5 separate regions of the Mus musculus genome follow, and all the other regions are linked to region 2. A link is a contact called in public Hi-C, HiCAR-type and HiChIP or PLAC-seq data. All regions are on one chromosome and are shown on one strand. Each heading gives the region's core, a stretch centred on a gene start, on an enhancer-like site or on the middle of the called end of the contact. The rest is flanking DNA. Distances are from core to core; before and after follow the strand shown.

Region 1 (2,700 bases), core at 101-2,600, 460 kb before region 2:
AATAATAGAATAAGTAAATTAATTTTTATTATTTTAAATTAATTACTGCAAAAGGAAAACTTGTTCAAATGTAATTAGATTTGCAAGTGGACAATGACAATCACAGAAGGCACGAGTTATTAAATGAAAATTTCTGTAAAAGTCAGGGGATAACTCTCCATGACTAATTGCTCAGGAAGAACCCACAGTTCTCTACAACAACACAACTGTTTCTTATGCTTGTCCATCATAATTACATGGGAAAGCTTGATTGCTGAAGACATCACATACTTTTGCTGCAAGCCATAGAGAAAACAATCTAATCCTGACAAGGAAATTTCCTACTGGCTAGCTTACATCCTCCCAGAAGGTATTATGCATGGTGCCTAGGGAGAAAGGCCATCAAGAGTATCATGCACTGCTATATCCTGGGTGTTTCATGAAGGCATGATGTGCCCTCTGGTACAATATGGGAATGAGTATTATGGGTTAACTAACCACTTTACCATTGAATTTAAGGACTGTTATGTAAGAGGAAATTTCATCCAACACAAAAATCTTGGTCAAAAGCACTTGGCTGAGAATGTCATAGGCCCTAGGGTGAAACTGCTTTTGTTTTTTTGTTTTTTTTTTTTTTTACTAACTGGCCATACCATTAAATCGCCTTCTTCTTATTTATGCTTGTACCCAGCTCAGTTCTAAATCACATGAAGACCTTTTTATTTCCCACAGTGGACAGCAGTCAATGGAGAGATGAGTAACTGGTCAATGTACTAAAAATAACATACTGACTGTTCAGCCCAAATATTCTATTGGTGACATTTCAATTTCACCAATAGTAATATCTATCAGAGTCCACTGGACTATAGATGTTTAATTTGCATACTTGTAGTCAAGCAAAAATTTTACCTCAAAAAAAAGTACTGTATATTTGTAGAGGAATGAAAATGAGGCATAGAAAGACAAACATTTTTTTTTAATTTTAGAAAAGCTTTGAAGTTAGAGAAACAATTTTAAAAATTCAGAGCACCACAGTTTCCTCTCTACCCAGTTTCTCCTGTTTCTAGGAGCCTAAATGAGTGTGTGCATTTGTCACAACTTGTAGCTAATGCTGAGATGTTAGAAACAATTCAAGTCTCCTTTTTACTCTTCCCTTCCATGTTTGTCTTAACACTTTTCTTCTACTTCCAAGTACCAAGGTATGTATAGCCACACATTGTTTTAAGCTCCTGTCTGTTGGGCTTAAGTCTTCTGTTGTCGGTGGTATCTTTAACAGTTTCAAGGGCTCCAGGGAACCATGGAGTTGGCTTAGCCTATCTGCCTTGAGAGGCTTGCATCAGAGGTTTCTCACTCCTTGGTTCCTAGGGAACACTGTGCCTTCCAGTTACTGAGTGACCAAATGATGCAATCCCTCAGGCAGTGTAGTGTTCAGGCGGCTTTGTGTTTCTATGAATGTTCCCTTAGTAGTCAAGGAAGCATGAAAGCTTGACAGGACAATTGGTCTTAGACAATTGTGAATCCTGTATAACTTGCAAATGTCATTTGTCTCCTGGCAACTACAGCTGAATTATTCCTGGAAATTGCCATTATATTCTGTTTCTTATAAAGCTATAAAAGGCTGATTGCTCTCAATAAAATTGTCACAGCCTCAGTTGTTCTATGGCCCCTCCAACCCAGCTTGAGTCCATTTCAGTCGACCATGGCCTGGTAAATAAGAACAGGCACTTACAAAGGGTGAATCGTCATTAACATTGGAGAGTGATCAAGATTTAGGCCTATGCAAATGGATGGACCTGGAGGGCAACATCCTGAGTGAGGCAACCCAATCACAAAGTAACTCACACAATATGTACTCACTGATAAGTGAATATTAGCCCAGAAACTTAGGATACCCAAGATATAAGATACAACTTGCTAAACGCATGAAATTCAAGAAGAAGGAAGACCAAAGTGTGGACACTTTACCCCTTCCTAGAAATGGGAACAAAACACCCATGGAAGGAGTTACAGAGACAAAATTTGGAGCTGTGACAAAAAGATGGACCATCTAGTGATTGCCATATGCAAGGATCCATCCCATAATCAGCTTCTAAACGCTGACACCATTGCACACACTAGCAAAATTTTGCTGAAAGGACCCAGATATAGCTCTCTCTTGTGAGACTATGCCGTTGCCTAGCAAACACAGAAGTGGATGATCACAGTTAGCTATTGGATGGATCACACGGCCCCCAATGCAGGAGCTAGAGATATTACCCAAGGAGCTAAAGGGAACTGCAACCCTATAGGTGGAACAACAATATGAACTAACCAGTACCCCGGAGCTCTTGTCTCTAGCTGCATATGCATCAAAAGATGGCCTAGTCAGCCATCACTGCAAAGAGAGGCCCATTGGACTTGCCAACTTTAGATGCCCCAGTACAGGGGAATGCCAGGGCCAAAAAGGGGGAGTAGGTGGGTAGGGAATTGGGGGGGGTGGATATGGGGGACCTTTGGGATAGCATTGAAAATGTAAACGAGGAAAATACCTAATAAAAAAATTAAAGAAAAGAAAAAAAAGATTTAGGCCTATGAAAATGTATTTCTCTTGACTGGAATGTAGTATGGTGCTGAATCATTTTCATGGCACATTGTATCTAGGCTCTATACTCACAAGTGAATATTATTTTGATGAAAGTATTTAGGAGGTTTTTTTCTTCTACTAGGGAGTTACGCTTTCTT
Region 2 (2,700 bases), core at 184-2,683:
GGTTGGAATCCCTCTTCCTTTCCAGGCCTCAATTTAGTAGCCTTCTGGCCGCACACCCTCTCTGCCAACATCACTCAATCCCAGCCATTGCTGGAAAATGTCCCTGCCTCTTTTAGTTGCTTGCCTTCACTTTGGGGTATTTAGCTAGTGACCCGATGCTCACAGGTACCCATTTCTGACCCTTTGTTTTACACTGAGTGAACACCTCTACTCCAGTGTCCCTAACACACACACACACACACACACACACACACACACACACACACACACACACACACACACGAGCCCCTTGTCATCTTACCCCCACCAGCCTGAGAAGCATCTTGTCAGTTCCTCCCTCAAATCCTTGAACCACAGAGACAGGTTGCTGTCAAATCCAATCACAATCAGGTGTTAGTCAAGACAGCTCCTTACATGGCTTCTTCTCTTTGCTGTATAGGAAGATCCCAGGTTGGGGAGTGCCATTAAGATGCCTATGTCTTTTCCTCATTACAATGTCCTTTTTCTAATTAACATCTCTCCCTTCCTATGTAAGTCGGATTGGTTTGCAGTTCACATTAGAAAGTAGCTAGGGGGAATCTTAGGAGAGTCTGAGACGTATTAATGGGAGAAGGAAGCCCTGGGGCCAGGTGGCTTTTGTCTGTCATGGGGAAAAACAAGGATGCAGTTGATGCAGAGCTCCTACTTGGACTTCAACTTTTTAAAGTGGGATAGGTTTCACACCACGGAGGTCCGAAGCTCTGGCTCTGCAAACTAATTCCAAGTTAAAAAATACCACCCACCTTGCTCCCAGTTAGGGTGAAGAGGGTGCGCTCCGTTGTGTGCGGGGAGGTAATGCAAGAGCAGAGGGGAGGGGGCAGAAGTAGAGGGTAAAGGGGGAGCCAGTAGCAACCGTGCTTCTGAGTATCAACAAAGATAAGGCTGTGTGTGGTCTTGTCCTAGTAGCTGGAGGTCCCTGCTCAGTGGCAGCGGTGGTGGCCAGAGCAGCAGCAGTAGAAGCAGCGAGCGGGACGGAGTTAGGACCGCTCGGAGCGCCCAGGTCTCGAGGTAGTGTAAGGTTTTTTTGCAATCCTTCCACTCGCTGGCAGTTGCAGAAGATCTGCTTTTTAAGTGAGAAGAACACGCCACCCCTCCGAGGGCTGCGGCTTCCTGGGGCTGTTTCGTCGCTCGTCGCTTTGCGGGCCCCTGGCGCTCACTCTCTAATTCGTCCGCGCCCCTAAGTTTGCCGAGAGCTGGCTGCGGGCTGGGAGCAGGGTCCCGGCCGGGCGCCGCGGGCGGGGGCTGGGTAGCGGCGAACCGCAATCCCGAAGCATCTTGGGGCCATGTATATTTCATCAAACGGACTTTGGGTGCGTCGCGTCTCGCAGCCATCAACGCTATGTTCAGTGACATTTCTGACTTGAGTGGAGGAATGCGCGAAGAAAACCGGGGCGAAATTGCTTCGAGAGGATCTTCTTGGCGCCAAGGCTAATTGTCCTGATTTATGTCGCTTCTGACAAAAAAGAAAAAAAAAAAGACCTAACGTCTTCATCTGAAATAAAATGAAAGCGGTGCCAAGCGGGATAGAGCCGCCTGGCTGCTGGTTCTGATCCCCTGGGATCCAGGGGGGGAAAATCGTTCTGCAGCTTAAAAGAAAAGAAAGGAATAGAAACAGAGAAGAGAGAGAGAGAGAGAGAGAAAAAAAACCCACAGTAAAAGTTTAAGGCGAGAAGTGGTGGCGGCGGCGGCGGCGGCGCGGGGAAGCTGCGAGCGGAGAAGGTTGCCGAGACCTCGGAAGGCGGCGATTTGGTTCCTAATCCCACTGTATTTTTGGAGGGAGAGGCACCTTTCTCATCCTCCCTTCCTCTCCGCCCACCCCTCTCCCTCCCCCTCATCTACCTGTCAAAGTCACTGATCTTTTGCATTTTGGAAGAGGACGTCAACGGGAAGGAATTCCCCCTGTCAGGGTCCCGGCTCCGAGAGGGGGCGACGCGCGACAAGGCTGCCCCAGGGGCAAGAGACCAAGGTAACCCGGGCGGGGGACTCCGGGCGCCGGGTGCTATGGGGTCTGGGGTTGTGGACTCCTCCTTCCCGCCGCCAACAGGGTGCTTGCAGGGCGGGATACCCCGGGGCTACGGTGGCAGCGGCTCAGGTCCACACCCGCCGCGTTCCCATTCCACCCGCGCCCCGTGCGCCGCCAGTGGGTCCCCGGAGCCGCGGTCTCCGCCCCACGCGGGACCAAGCTGGGCAGGGGCGCCGCCCCGCGCCGACGGCTGGCCTCCCGCCCCGTGGAGGGCCAGCGGGGGGCCCGGGTAAGTGCAGCTGGCTCCCCTCTCCTCTAGCGACCCGCGCCTTTCTGGGTGGCTCTTCTCCATCAGTTCCCTCCCTCCTTCTATCCCTCCCTCTGCCAACCCCCGGTGCCCACCGAGGGCGGGAGGGGAGATCCGGGTGGGCGAGGAACTTTGGAAAGCGCCTTAAGGAGGTAGAGCGGAGCCTGTGCGCACTCCAGAACTCGCACCGCTCACACCCACACTACATCCCAGGCTTGCGCCCAGCACCGGGTCGCAGGCTGTTGCATCCTGAGCCTCCATCCACCCACCCGCAACGCGCAGCGCTCTGTCTCCCACACACACCTGACCACACGCATCGCACAAGCTTTGTCTTTTTCTTTTTTTCTTTCTTTTTTTTTTTAATTTAAATTTTCTTTTACCAGTTTTCTCA
Region 3 (2,700 bases), core at 91-2,590, 460 kb after region 2:
CCTAGCCCCCATGGGGTCTCTTCCAGGTTCTGGCACTCCTGTGAGATGGGAGAGAACAGGTTGTCTCAGCCCTTACATGTAAGAGGTGACCAAGAAAGTCTGGTACAAGAGAAGCTTCTAGATCACTTGTAAGATAAAAATACATCTTTTTTTTCCCCAAGAAGAAACATTTTCAGAAGCTTGTCAGAACACAGCTACTGCTACCAAAGAAACACTCCACCATGGAAGAGCCGAGTTGTCAGCCTGGGCTAGGGACCCCATGCATCTCAGGAGGAAGATACTGAAGACTCCTCATGGAACACAGTGAAAGCTTAGAGAAAGAAACATGCTGCAAGGTGGATCTTCCTACTGATTAAGACATAGCTAGAAAGGCATCAGAAGGACCAACAGAGCAGGCAGGAGGACACGGACATCAGGTGCCCTTCCATCCGTCTCAGAAAGAAATGAAGGACTCGGGCTGCCTTTCTTCCCAAATCCTCAATAAAGCTCTTTTGTGCTACTATTAAAAAAAAAAAAAGATTGTAAATCAGCAAATCTGCCCTGGGTCCTTCTAGAGAGAAGGAAAAGGCTTGTGTTAATAGCTATTGCAGCTATACAGTGATGTCCTGTGGATTGATTACAGTGCTTGATCTGTCTCTGTAAACACCTCTACCTTTCTGGGATTCCTGGCAACTAAGCATGATCTGGCCGGCCATGATTCCCTTTGTCAAGCACGACATTTCCAAAACACTCCACGAAATCACGAAAGCTGTGAAGCTTTAACACAAAGACACCTCCTTTCATGTGCTTCTCTTTTTCTTCTTCATAAAGAAGTGTGGAAATATAATCAGGACATCAAATGAATAATTAAAACCCTCTCTGTAATTTATCACTTATGATGCAAACCTGAGCATGAGCCTCTTTTTTGTTATCATGAGTAACATCTGGGGATAAAAGGGTTTGCCAGGCAGTGAGTCACCTGTTGAACAATTTAAGACGAGAAATGCTGGATCTTTCCAGCAAGCTGGATCTTTCCCAGATGGCAGGCTCTACTTTCTCTTCATGCTGGGGAAAAGCAAAATTAAACTTCTGTTTCTTTGTATCATCAAAAACTGTGAGAACAAAGTAAATATGCAAAAAGCGTTTCCTAATGGCTGGATCCATGGTGTCTGGCCCAATGAAGTAAGAGAAAGCTAAACTGATGGGTTTGCTGGACTCTTTGGGGGTAGAAAAGCCATTGGTTTTGCCCTGGTTCCTGACAATGACAGACTGGCAGGCTGTTTCTTGCACTGCTCTAGGCGAGCCATTAATCTGTCAGTACCAGCATCTTTAGAAATCCCAGCATTAAGACTTAGGAAGAGAAAAAAAGAGGGTGTTGAACAGCCAAGAACGCTGCTTTTTAAACACTTCAGTTAACTCAATGCCGTGCAGGCTTCTGCTTATGTTGTCTTTGAGATTTTAGTGCAGGGTCAACACTGGATAGGACTTTATTCATCTTCTTCCACATATGTGGATGGAAACCAGCCCACCTATGGAAGATAAGGAATGGACATATTAACACCTCTACTGCTTCAAAGGATTCTATAGACAGAGAATTCCTCTTTTTCCTAATACTCTAATTATGCTGGGGTTTTATGCCCACTGTAAGAAGACTGCCTTAACAGCTAGGATAGGCCTCATAGAGATAGTGATAGCAACTAAGTAGTAAAAGGAGCTTAAGCCAGGCTCAAATCCATCCACTAGCTCACAAATGAATATATACATAGGGGCAATATGGGGCTCACCATTATGATTCTCATCTCTTTTGTAGCACAGGATGTAGATGAAAAGCAGAGGTACTCTATCCCAGTCTTTCTAAGTGGGATTGGGAGCTTTTGGAAATGCTTGGCGCTTATATAAACTGCATGCCCCAGTACTTAGCTCCTGGGAAAAAAATCTGAAATGCTCCTCAACTCTTCTGATGTGCTAGTTAACTCTTGGCCCCCATTGTATTGACTCAATCCATTTTGAATAGTAATGCATGCCTCCAGCCCCTTGAAGCCATACCGCTGAAAGGACAAGTCTACAACGTGACAGCTGCCAGTGACTGTCCAGCTCTCTCATTCACAAAGAACTGGGACAATCAAAGGGACGACTCACCCTGCCATTTACTTCACCTCTCCACCAGCCATTTGCACTCATCTTCGTGTAAATCTTCACCATGTCTCCTTTCAATAGGGAGAGCTCCCGCATATCTCTTGCACAGAAGTCGTACCGAGCGATGGCAATACCCAGTACTTTGGGACTCAACACTGTAAAGAAACAACACAGAGTCGGAGTCAGTGTGAAGTTGTGATGCATCCAGCCATCAGAGCCTAATTAGACCATTGCCATTGGTGCTATCAAATGCAGAGCCATGACTTCCTTATGGATTGGTGACAATGTCAACAGGAGTTTGAAAGCAGCGCAGTTGCTGTTTCAACCCAGTCCGGTGTGATCAGGTTCATTCCAGACAGTTAAGTCACCACTGTTCTGCTTTGGACTCTCTACATAAAGCTTCTGTCAAGCCAAAGCCAAACTAAAATGACTATGTGAATGAATGAGGTACCTTTAACATTAACTTACAACTGAGGGCACTATATTCTGTTTCTCAATAGAACCTCTGGGGTGAAGCTTTCTGGCAACTTCCTTGGCTAAATTCTGAGCAACTCAATTCCGAGCTCTGATACAGTATGGGAAATT
Region 4 (2,700 bases), core at 142-2,641, 480 kb before region 2:
TGGTAAGAGACTCCTGTCAGGCTCACAGAATTATACACATAATTGAAGGTCAAAAGAAGGAGAATGTTTGAGAGTAAGAAGGAATTTGATGAAGCAACACTGGACACCAAAATAAAAGTCTTTTATAAATTTAGTAGTGCAAAATGAGCAGATGCACACCCACCCATCACCAAGGAGAGAATTTGAATCAGAAAGAGCTAAGTCTACACTCATGTGAATTGCATATAAAGTGGCATCTCATGTCAACAGGTGAGAAATGAGTTAGTAATCGATAATCAATTCAATGTAAAAGAATAAAAGAAACTGTGCTCAACATTTTGTTATATTTTTTAAACCCAAGAAATAATAACATGTTTATCTGATGTTCTAGCTTACTTTTCATTGTTTATTGGTGTCTGGGTTTAAATGTTGAGTGCTCCCCTTTAGCACTGATATTTAAAAACCTTGGGCTTTAAAGGGATCCATAAGCCATGCCACACAGTGGTTCACTTTTCATTTGGTTTATGTCATCACAAGACACACCAAGTATAACCTCCTCTCTGGTTTAACCTTAAAATGGAATTCCAAAGAAATACATTCATGTTGCAAAGATTTTTTTCCCTTTTATTGAAAATAGAGGGTTTTTTTCCTCACATAATACATCCTGATTAAGGCTTCTCTTCCCTCTACTCCTCCAAATTTCTCCCTACCTCTCCACTCATCCAGATCCACTCCATTTCTGCCTCTCATTAGAAAATAAACAGGTTTCTAAGGGACAATAATAAAATAAAATAAGATAAAAACAACAACTAACACCGGACAGTAGGAGAAAACCAAACTAACAGTAGGAAAAGAGAAAAAGAAAAGGTACTAGAAATGGGTGTGGATGCAGAGACCCACTCATTAACACACCTGGGAATCTCATAAGAACATAACACTGGAAAATATAATGTATATGTAAAGGACATGTAGGAAGAGGGAGGGAGGAAAGGTAGTAGGGGAGAGAAACAGAGAGAGAGAGAAAGAGAGACACACAGAGAGAAACAGAGAGACAGAGAGACAGAGAGTCAGAGAGAGAAACACACACACAAAGAATAGATGATGATAGGTAGAGGATAGATACATAGATAAATAGAAACAGATAGATAGATAGATAGATAGATAGATAGATAGATAGATAGATAGATAGATAGATACATAGATACATAGATAGATACATAGATAGATACATAGATTGATAGGTGATAGAAAACGGAAAAAAAAAAAGCCCTGTAAGCCCTCACAAGACAAGAAGTCTTCAACATTACTGTTGAGCTTATTTTTATGATGGTCATTTAATAAGAGTAGTGTGTTTCTCCAGTGAAACTCCCTTAGAGAAAGCCAACTTTTTTATTTGCTTCGCGTAAAGGATAGGGACATGTGTCTAATTTTCCTTTCAGTTCTAGGCCCCCATCTGGTGCAGATCCACGCAGGCCTGTGAGTTTATATGTTCACTGATCCTGTTGATTTAAACCCCCTCAGCAGGCGGTCTACAACTTCAAGAACAACAATAACAACAACAACAACAACAACCAGGAAGGGACAAAAAAGAAATAGGAAGAGTAAAAAGAAGGAAGTGAGAACAAAATCTTTATAGAAAACAAGCGCCGTCAACTAAAATGAAATACACAAAGAAACTAAAGGAGCAAAGGGGTGTGAAATGTATGGCAAACTGTGAGTTATATACAAAACATAAAACGCCTCAGAACAAACAAGACAGAGTTTAACCCACTTGTGAAAGTTTTATGGCTAAGAATACAAAGATTTGACAAGGTCAGAACTGCACTCACTTTGATGAGTAAATGTATACTGCTGGGCTCCCAGCCCAGCCTTCCTGTTGCCTGGAGATGACAAAGCACAGGCAGAGGGAGGGAAAGGACATTGCCAAGGAGCAAGGCAAGCAGAGCATTCTCTGGCCTTCCTGGAGCTTATACAGAATTAGTGTCAAAAATCTGTATCAAGGGTTATGTTGCCTTTAAAATGTAATTTTATATACAAATTTTACTCTGAAAAATAATCATAGAGGTACATGAAAAACACTCTACAAACTATTACTTGTGAACGATGAGCTACGGTGAGTATTCAACATTAATAGATGGATGAAAATATTTATAATCAAGCTTATATAAATGGTTCAGTAATAAGAAAGATTATTTACAGAGGTCCTTGTTTCATTTGCCAGCATTCATGTCCAGGAGAATCACAGTAGCTTGTACCTCTAGTTAACAGGGACACTTGAATTCACACATGGACACAACACACACACTACAATTAAATTTTTTTAAAAGATAAAAAAATCTCAAATATAGAATTAAAATAATTAAGATGTGTAGTGAGTTATAGAAACAGAAAGAAAGCTATATACAGACACAGACTTTTGTTTGTATTATATATGTAAAGATCCTTGAATGCACTATGTTTTTAAAAACTTATACTTGGAATAAAAGCAAACATTCATAGAAATATGTCTGATCAATCACACAGAAAGTTTACTTGACATATCTTAGTGAGTGCCTCATACATAAACTGTAGTGTGTACCTCATACATACATAAGCTGTAGTGTGGTGCAATGGCTACAAGGTTCAGTTTAAGAAAGAGGATATACATTTCTTGATATATCAAATATATTTAATAAATTTAATTTATGTGCATTTAATAAATACCTTTCTTAAATATTGTAA
Region 5 (2,700 bases), core at 22-2,521, 500 kb after region 2:
GCATCTACTAACAGGTGATCTGTGGTTTTAGCTATGGCCATATTGTAACTGCCACATTCTGTGTGACATATGTCTGAGCTAGTTCTTAAAATACATAGAAAGGTAGTGTCACATGAAGGGTCACCAAAATAGCTTGCTTTGTTTCCTAGTCTACTATAAAAAGCTGCACAGATATAGACAAGTCACAGTGGTAAGCAATAATGACAAGATTTCCCATAAGTACCTCATCAGGGTATTTCAAAGATTGAAGAATTAATATGTATGGAAGCCATTTGAAGATGCTATGTAGTCATTTTCTCTTTTATCTAAAATATTGTTTTCAATTACTCTCAAATTATTCTTTTAGATTTTCACTTTAATAAAACAGAAATGCCTAAATTGATGTATAACCCCATTATCCCACTGGTATCCAGGCAAATATACTAATTCACAAATAGCATGGACTTTCATTATCATGTTCATTCTAATGGCCAGCCTATGTTCTGGAGAGGTCTGTGCTGTACACAGCAGTTTTATTGTAAGCAAACATATTCTTTCATCAGTCACTGCCTCCTCAACAGCTATTTTCCTGCCAATGCACACTGGCAGGAGTCAGACACTGTTGTGCAGAGTAAGTACCTACTGACCACTGCGAAGACCCCCAAAGTCTGCATGTACACACACAAAAGAACACAAAAGCTGCCCATGTTGGCTAGTGTATGAATTTCTTAAAGCTCCTAAAATGAAATAAAGACTTGAAATTCCTATTCCTGATGTTGGTCACTTCTACATAAGGAACAATTTTAACTTAGAGTTCTGTCAAACTTCATCCTTGGGCGCCATCTTTGAAATCATGCTTACTTTCAATTGGTATAGGTTGGTTATTAGATCCAGTCATCAAAATATATGGCAAAGAACACAATTATAGCTGATAGTTTTTCTAATGTATACAAAAGTGTTTGTTTTTACTCCATCTATGGAATTTTGGCTAATGAGAGTGAAAAAAAAAAAACAGTTAAAATCAAAAGTTGTAAAATGTACACTGAGAAAAGGAAAAAAAAAAACTACTATAAAACCAGAAGCTGCATTGCTATACTTCTTAGATGGGAGAGGAGTGTAATGGTGATATATTCCCCCTGCTATATTTGGGAAATGTCTACAGAGAGGTCTCTGTATTTCTCCAACAAGAAAAGGAGCTCCCGGCAGGTTATTTGTATCTTGAGGTGTTCCTTCCAACTCTTACTGGGTAATATGTACATGATGCAATCCTGACTCATATTCTCCCGACAGTGTTATTTTTTTTCTGGCAAAATAAACATTAAGTTTCTTTGATGGAAGAAAATTAGTCAGCAAAGTAAATCCAAATAGAACAACCAAAACTCAAGTAGTTGCTCAGTCCGAATCTGCAAAGAAGAGCAGGATTTGGCCACATTTTGGAAAGCCCCCTACTTGGAGAGAAGCGATACCAGCTCCAAGTTCATCGAGGCTCAACAAAGCCCCAAAGAAATTTGTCATTTCTTTTGTTCTTTCTAAGAGTGGCCAACAAGAACCTTGGTTTTTCTAATCAGAAGCAAGCACAATGGAGATGCTCTTAAGTCCTGGTTTTCTGTGTTCAATGTTCATGCAACGTTGGACACTTTTAAAGGAATTATTTTCTCCTGAGAGCAGAATTAGTGCTGTGATGAAAAGGTTGATCTTTCAGTGTTTGCACTGCATTGTGCTGGGCAGGTGAGGGATATAAATAAATAGGTGTGGCCACTGTTCAAGTATCACTTGATAATGCCACCTTATCAACAAATGTCTTTTCCACTTTTAATATATTTTCACAGAATTCTATGGGCTTTCAGACCACAACAAACTTATAGAGTAATAATTGGTTGTGATCAGGGCATTTGGAACCTGGTTGTCTGTTCCTGGCCTTCTGATTTTAAATAAGTCACTCAGTTTTTTTCTCAGTTTTAATATCTTCCTCCAAGAAGCAAGAGAATTGACCAAAGGATTCCCAGGGTTTACAGTACTAGGTACCTCTCACAAGTTCTACAGTTTCCCAGTTAGTTATTGTTGCACCCACAGTGTTTGGATCCAAAACTTGTTGACAAATCATATTAGGGATCAGTAATTTAATCTGATAGCATTTATGGACAGAAGATAAGAACTTCCTCCCTTACTTTCATGTTGACTAATTATGAAATAAGTATTTACTGAAGGGCGTGGGACTGGCTTGCTGGGAAATAGATATGATCACCACTTCTTTAGGTATTTGAATCATAAATAACTAAAATTCAGTATATTACAAATTCATAAATCATTTGGTCCAACGTCTGAAGAGGATGTACACGTTCCGTCAATGGCCATGCCAGAGGCAATTCCAGACTAACAGCACATTGAATGTACTTTTTGATTGACATTGTCTTTCAGTAATTGTGCCAGAATATAGCTTACATGGCAGTAACATAACAGAAGAAAAGGACAACAGAATTTCTACTTAGGTGGAGGTAGCCTCCTCAAAGTACAGGATAACCAATGCTTTGTCCTACACACAATCCAGTAATGCAAGTAGAAATGCAAGTAAGAAAACTGACCAAGAGTGTCCATCTCCAGAGTTAACAATTAGGACCTCACCCACTGTGTCAGGAGCTCTGCCAACTCCCACAATACAGTCTGTACACTTGGAAACACTCCCACAAACCCTGTTTATGATCTATTCAATCAAAGCCAGTT

What was found. A called contact is a pair of places that touch in the nucleus more often than the background predicts. HiCAR-type assays count read pairs that join an accessible place to other places. HiChIP or PLAC-seq counts read pairs in DNA pulled down with a chosen protein or histone mark.
Region 1: a contact with region 2 is called in an H3K4me3 HiChIP or PLAC-seq map of stem cell-derived neural progenitor cells, with 20 read pairs. The contact joins the enhancer-like site here to the promoter of Ntng1 in region 2. A contact is called at or near these places in 7 of 39 promoter capture datasets (embryonic stem cells, hippocampal neurons, liver and 1 more), 2 of 115 datasets of contacts at active chromatin or transcription factors (embryonic limb bud and stem cell-derived neural progenitor cells) and 4 of 9 other capture datasets (adipose tissue, embryonic stem cells, liver and 1 more).
Region 3: a contact with region 2 is called in a HiCAR-type map of astrocytes, with 2.7 times the contacts expected there. The contact joins the enhancer-like site here to the promoter of Ntng1 in region 2. A contact is called at or near these places in 3 of 39 promoter capture datasets (cranial neural crest, hippocampal neurons and maxillary cranial neural crest) and 5 of 115 datasets of contacts at active chromatin or transcription factors (astrocytes, embryonic forebrain, embryonic hindbrain and 2 more).
Region 4: a Hi-C map of uterus shows a contact between it and region 2, with 4 times the contacts expected there. The contact joins the enhancer-like site here to the promoter of Ntng1 in region 2. A contact is called at or near these places in 8 of 39 promoter capture datasets (embryonic stem cells, hippocampal neurons, liver and 2 more), 5 of 484 Hi-C or Micro-C datasets (cerebral cortex, cortical neurons, forebrain and 1 more), 4 of 115 datasets of contacts at active chromatin or transcription factors (embryonic forebrain, kidney, neural progenitor cells and 1 more) and 2 of 9 other capture datasets (adipose tissue and liver).
Region 5: a contact with region 2 is called in a FOXA1 HiChIP or PLAC-seq map of pancreatic cancer cells. The contact joins the enhancer-like site here to the promoter of Ntng1 in region 2. A contact is called at or near these places in 3 of 39 promoter capture datasets (the 3T3-L1 cell line, hippocampal neurons and liver), 2 of 115 datasets of contacts at active chromatin or transcription factors (embryonic forebrain and pancreatic cancer cells) and 1 of 9 other capture datasets (pancreatic islet).

What each region holds. Positions count from the first base shown.
Region 1 is chr3:110,598,336-110,601,035 of GRCm38.p6, reverse strand. No RefSeq gene overlaps it. Among named protein-coding and RNA genes, the nearest start is that of Gm26076, 35 kb to the right of the region's middle. Within about 2 kb of position 1,350, at least 14 of the 459 cell types and tissues checked have an H3K27ac peak or open chromatin away from gene starts, as enhancers often do. A contact at or near this core is called in pancreatic islet and stem cell-derived neural progenitor cells, where this site is marked.
Region 2 is chr3:110,142,205-110,144,904 of GRCm38.p6, reverse strand. It overlaps Ntng1 (netrin G1), which reads left to right and starts at 1,433. Exons shown (of 8, transcript NM_030699.2): 1 at 1,433-2,005.
Region 3 is chr3:109,682,376-109,685,075 of GRCm38.p6, reverse strand. Vav3 (vav 3 oncogene) reads right to left here. Exons shown (of 27, transcript NM_020505.2): 26 at 2,119-2,270; 27 at 1-1,508. The coding sequence ends at 1,467. Among named protein-coding and RNA genes, the nearest start is that of Gm25681, 180 kb to the left of the region's middle. Within about 2 kb of position 1,340, at least 11 of the 459 cell types and tissues checked have an H3K27ac peak or open chromatin away from gene starts, as enhancers often do. A contact at or near this core is called in astrocytes, where this site is marked.
Region 4 is chr3:110,625,647-110,628,346 of GRCm38.p6, reverse strand. No RefSeq gene overlaps it. Among named protein-coding and RNA genes, the nearest start is that of Gm26076, 62 kb to the right of the region's middle. Within about 2 kb of position 1,391, at least 3 of the 459 cell types and tissues checked have an H3K27ac peak or open chromatin away from gene starts, as enhancers often do. A contact at or near this core is called in uterus, where this site is marked.
Region 5 is chr3:109,639,537-109,642,236 of GRCm38.p6, reverse strand. The region is part of intron 20 of Vav3 (vav 3 oncogene); the gene reads right to left. Among named protein-coding and RNA genes, the nearest start is that of Gm25681, 220 kb to the left of the region's middle. Within about 2 kb of position 1,271, at least 7 of the 459 cell types and tissues checked have an H3K27ac peak or open chromatin away from gene starts, as enhancers often do. A contact at or near this core is called in pancreatic cancer cells, where this site is marked.